Linked DNA regions of Mus musculus: region 1 is linked to region 2. A link is a contact called in public Hi-C data. All regions are on one chromosome and are shown on one strand. The core of a region is the stretch at or near the end of the contact, and the rest is flanking DNA. Distances in the headings are between cores, read along the strand shown.

The links. A called contact is a pair of places that touch in the nucleus more often than the background predicts.
Region 1: a Hi-C map of the G1E-ER4 cell line shows a contact between it and region 2, with 3 times the contacts expected there. The contact joins two enhancer-like sites. A contact is called at or near these places in 1 of 39 promoter capture datasets (cranial neural crest) and 1 of 484 Hi-C or Micro-C datasets (the G1E-ER4 cell line).

What each region holds. Positions count from the first base shown.
Region 1 is chr4:86,662,717-86,665,416 of GRCm38.p6, reverse strand. It overlaps Plin2 (perilipin 2), which reads left to right. Exons shown (of 8, transcript NM_007408.3): 4 at 906-988. Among named protein-coding and RNA genes, the nearest start is that of Plin2, 6.0 kb to the left of the region's middle. Within about 2 kb of position 1,261, at least 30 of the 459 cell types and tissues checked have an H3K27ac peak or open chromatin away from gene starts, as enhancers often do. A contact at or near this core is called in the G1E-ER4 cell line, where this site is marked.
Region 2 is chr4:85,952,396-85,955,113 of GRCm38.p6, reverse strand. It overlaps a transcript of Adamtsl1 not described here. Among named protein-coding and RNA genes, the nearest start is that of Adamtsl1, 100 kb to the left of the region's middle. Within about 2 kb of position 1,368, at least 24 of the 459 cell types and tissues checked have an H3K27ac peak or open chromatin away from gene starts, as enhancers often do. A contact at or near this core is called in the G1E-ER4 cell line, where this site is marked.

The DNA of each region.
Region 1 (2,700 bases), core at 12-2,511, 710 kb before region 2:
TGGGTCTTTAATAACTGCATTTAAATTTCAGAGGGACTTGGGATTGGAGAGAGGTGACGGAGGGTTAAGAGCACTGGCTGCTCTTCCAAATAACCTGGGTGAGATTGCCACCACCCACATGGTCCTTACAACTATCTGTAACTCCAACTCCAGGGGACCCAATGGCTTCTTTGGTCTCCCACAGACACCAGGCTTGTACACTTGGTACACAGACATACATGCAAGCAAAACACCCAACCGTACACATTCAAATGTTTTTCTTCAATTTTAGAGGAACTACTAGACTCTCCAAATCTCTCCAAAAACATAAATGAACTGCTTTAAACAAACATTTGCATCATTCCCCCCACCCCCAAAGGGTAAATTATGGTCTAGGATTATAAGGACCACTTAAGAAACAGCTATCCCAACACTTCGAACTCCCTAATGAATTTGGTGTGGATTCTTGACCCGTTATCTTTAAGGGGGAAGCTTGGACTGAAACAAACCTAGGCCTTGTTAGGAAGATCCAGGGTGCTCCTGTCACTGGTGAGACCCCAGCATGTATCTCTATGTACTGAGATAAATAGGAATTAACCCAGCGTGGGTAGCTTTATTTCCTGAGTGACGCTTCAGAAGACGCTTGCCTCACCCTGCCTGTCACTAGCACCGAGGCCTTCTCCCTTAGCTGCTTTTCCCACACAACCTCTCATTTACCTCTCACTGAAAGAAAGTTGCCACGAACCTGCCAGATTTCTTCCTGGGAGAGTGAGAGAAACCTGGAAGTGGATTTTGTGGTTTTAAGAACAACAAGGCTGCATTCTGGCTATTTTCATTATAAGATTAAATAAACAGCAGAGGTATTATCCGTGTGTTCATTCTATCCTTACAGTGAGTGATCATTTTCCTGTCTGTGTTTCCTGCAGTTGCGGTTGCCAATACCTATGCCTGCAAGGGGCTAGACAGGATGGAGGAAAGACTGCCTATTCTGAACCAGCCAACGTCCGAGGTGAGCTTGGGACAGTGTTGAGGTTTGCTGTTTGGGGTGTTTTCATGTTTTCTTTAGCCCAGGCTCTGTGTGCCATAAACACATGAATACCTTTCTCTCAAACTGGAGCTGGAGCTGGGTATATTTTTGAAGGAGTGGTGACTACTCCGTGTCTTCCTTAGCTGCTGTTGGGGTGAGATGAACTAACTGCTTTAGGTTAGAATGCAGGCTGCTCTCTATCAGCTTGCAACTCTGCTCCTGCGGTGACACTGCTTTGAAATAACTGACTCCATATGGCGCTGGATGTGTATACAAACTGGGAGAGATAGTTCTGGGCACTGATGATAGGAACCACATGCATACATGACAGATAATCAGTGCTGGCAAAAACAATTGCTTTCTCTATCTTAGTGACCGTGAAGTTCAGATAATGCCCTAAATTTTCTCTTCTGGTTAAGAATACAACATTTCACAGAAGGATATCAGTTAGGGGGACATTGGGCTGTGCCTTTCACCATTTAAATAGGCAAGTTTACTGTATGTCCTTTAGAACGTTTTCTGGGTCTCTAAAATTTTCATTGTTGTTGCTTGAGGAATTATTTTCCATTTGGGGTATTTAAAAGTTCATGCATGATGAGAATCCCAGGGTTCTAGGCAGAGACAAGCTGTTCTCTGTGAGTTCAAGACCAGCCTGGTCTACCCAGTAAGACCCTTTTTAAAAAAAAAATTTTTTTTGGTGATATATTTATAATACCCAGCATAGCTTATATACAATGAACTTGTATCTCATTCCTTGCCTAGTGTTTATAAGACCGAGTTTGATCTGCAACACCACAACAGAAATAGTCAAGTTAGGTGTATCAAACTAGCTAAAAATTAGGTTGGGGTATTAAACTAAAAACCTCATGAATTGAGATTGCATTAAGAAGTGATATTGAAGCCGGGTGTGAGGGTGCACACCTTTAATCCCAGTACTTGGGAGGCAGAGGCAGGTGGATTTCTGAGTTCGAGGCCAGCCTGGTCTACAGAGTGAGTTCCAGGACAGCCAGGACTACACAGAGAAACCCTGACTCGGGGGGGGGGGGGGGAGGGAGTAATTTTGAGGTGTTTGTTGCTAGAGTTCCTTGTGGCTGTGTGCCACCCTCCCCTGGATCTCTTGCTGTCTTCTCTCCTTCCCTATGATTCTTCTCATTACTCTAGACAAACCTATGTGCCAGGCCCTAGAGGGCCAAGTTCAACTTGGTCTGCAGTTTCCTTTCTGGAATGAAGTGACTTCTGCATGAGGAATCTAAAGTTACATAACCTCACCTCTAGGTAGTAAGTTTCTGCTTTTTGTTGTTGTTTTTTTTTTCCCTTTGTTTTTTGTTTGTTTTGTTTTAGTTTTTTGTTTTTGAGTGACAGGGTTTCTTAGTCTAGGCTGCACTTGAATTCCATTTGCAGTTAAAGGTGACCTTGAGCTTCTGGTCCTCTAGCCTCCACCTCCCAATCCTAGTGTTATAGGCTTGTAGGCTCCCATGCCCACTTTCTATGGTGCCATCCTCAAACCCTGTGTTTCGTGTTAAATGCTCTACTAACTGAGCTCCGTTCCCAGCCTCTCCCCCTCTTCTGTGGCTCTTTCTCCCTCTCCTTTTGCCTACAGGCAGATGTACCATTGTAAAGGCTCACTAGATCAGTCTTGGGCAGGAAGCTGTTGGTTGAACCCAGGGCTTTTGTTTTACTTTGGTTTGAGTCGT
Region 2 (2,718 bases), core at 119-2,618:
GGGGATATCTAACAAGGACATCTAAAGGCATGGGTTGAATCTAGTCTAAGAAAGAAGCTATGTGTGCTGCTGAGAGCAGATCTACAGGGGTGGGGCTGCTGCAGCCCCAGACACTAGGCATGGAGCTCCAGGCTTTGATATTTGCCTTCATCCTGGCTTTGGTCAGATTGCTTACTTCTATGCACCTATTCTTTGTTTTAGAAAGGGATGTTTACTCTGTACCATTTCTTCTGCCATCTGCTTAACTCTCCTCTTTGGTCTTAGACAACCCTACTCTATCAATCTGTTTTACCACTCAGCTTGCCTTGATTTGCCATCACTGGCTTTGGTGATGGTAGGAAGTCTCTGTACATGGATTCGCCAGGGATACTCAGACAGGCAAAGGAAATGAAGGGTTTACTTAAGTGAAAGAGATTTGATTGTATATCTTAGAATAGCTGTAAGAGAGGAGTTCTGGCCATGGCACCAAAGAGAAATAACATTTAAAGAGCTAGACATGTAATTTGCTGAGATTTGATCATTATAAAATGTAAACATGTCATCAGGTACCACAGTATGTGTCACTGAAATGTGAAACTTAAAGATTTTGAAAGTAAAAAAGAAAAAGACTCTGAAAGTAATGTACACAGCAAATAACTAAGGTGGGTGGGGGGAAGAGGAAAAAGGGGGTGGAGGAAGAAGAGGAAGAGGAGGAGGAGGAGGGGGAAAGACTGAATCCAGAGGTGAAGAAGGGAGCCTGGTTTTGAATCAGACTCAGTATGGGAAACAGGATATTGATTGGGAGATGATTTGGACTTACTTTTTCGTCACCTGAGAAGTATCACCTTAACCAGGTCAGATATACTGTGTTTAATGTGGCACAAGATGGGAGAATATCAATATGTTAAAAAATAGTTTCTATAGTGCCTCCCATTTTCATAAAAATGAAATAGCATTTCCCCCCAATGCTATTTCAACCTTAGAGGCTCTCATGCTGAAAGTTATGAAGCATGTCTCTGCCTGTACCGCACTTCTGAAGAACAGTTCACAATAGCAGGTGGGTTATTGTTGACCATGTGCCAGACACCAGAGACTCACACGCACCTCTCTCTTTCATACTCGGGTAGCAGTCTGTGGATTTTAGTCTGGTCAAATAATCATTGCCTAGGTCAAAAGCCATTTATTAGAAGGTTCGTTTTAAAATCTAATGGCTTTGCAGAGTATTGCAAAGATGCAAGATGAAAGTGAATGCAAGCTACCGTTCTTATCTTCTCTCATTTTCTCACACCACTATTTTTCCCAGAAGGGGAGGTCTAAGAAAGAGGAAGTTGCTTTCTGCTGAGAATAGGTCTAGTATAGCCACATGTCCCATTGGCTGGCCTTTGTGAAGTCAGAGGCCAAGCCTCTGGCTGGAGGCCATCATCACCCTCATAGTTCATCTTGCCTTGTGTTATGAGAGATAAATTGTGTGGCTCCAACGGCCACTCATACCAGGCCTTTACAAACAGATTTCTGACGATAATCACTATTTACACCTCATTCAGTCACCCAAACTCAGACACCTACAGGAAACATTTAGACATAGAAAGTCCCACATCTCTAACATATTTAATGAAGGCAAAACAGAATTGGACATGTTTCCACATGCCTAGAATCCCAGCAGCAGACAGGAACCAAGAAAGCCTGAGTCTAACCTAGGTTACCAGAGTGAGTCTGTCTCAAAAAACAAAAACAAAAAATAAAGAACGCAAAACAGTAGTTTAAGGCTTTATAAAGTTATTGTTTAGTAAGCACAGAGACTTCACAAATGTCAGATGATGGGAATAATCATAATTCCATTAGGAAAAAAATCAAATATTTGTGTGTACACAGCTGGCCACTAAGGTGTCTGGCGGTGTATGTGTGACATGCCTTAACTCCCAGCAACCCAAGGAACAGATACGAGGTTGTAGTTAGCATCCTGTTTCGCAGATTATAGATGCAGTGAGCAGTGAAGTGACTTGTTTAGGCTCACAGAGCAATGGTGTGCATGAGAGGATTTGAAACAATATAATCCAGCTTTAGACCACTGGTCTTTTTTTCCCCGTTAATTTATTTATTCAGTTTACATCCTGATCACAGCTCCCCCTGCCACTCACAGTCCCACCCTTATAAATCCTTCCCCTATTACCCTCTCCCTTCCTCCTCAGAGAATGGGAAACCCTCTTTGGGTACCACTCCTTGCTGGGACATCCATTCCTAGTAAGCCTAACCATATCCTCTCCCACTGAGGCCCGACCAGACCACTGGTCTTCATCGAGGTCTCATATTTCTTATTTTGTGTTTGAAATTTTTTATTTTTTCTTAATCTATGGTTAAAATTTTTAGTATTTCTTAATTAATATTTATAAAATAGGCTATGCAGTCACTCATACTCTCTCTCTCTCTCTCACACATACACACACACACACACACACACACACACCAGTGTTTCCTACCATAATAGGTCAGGCAAACATAAGAGGCTAGATCATATTTCCACTAATGTGTGAAACAGGCTTTCTTTGAGGAACATATGAACTTATGTTTTGTCATCTCTTTACTTGTCTACTTGAGTCGCTTCTTTTCATGATGGCTCCGGTGAGCACTGAGGTAAAAGGCGATCCCTATCAAGTAGTAATATGAAAGAGCAGTGATGAATGGAGCTTGGATCGCACGGAATTACATAGAGAACGTTAACATTTTTTCCTGGGCTCAATT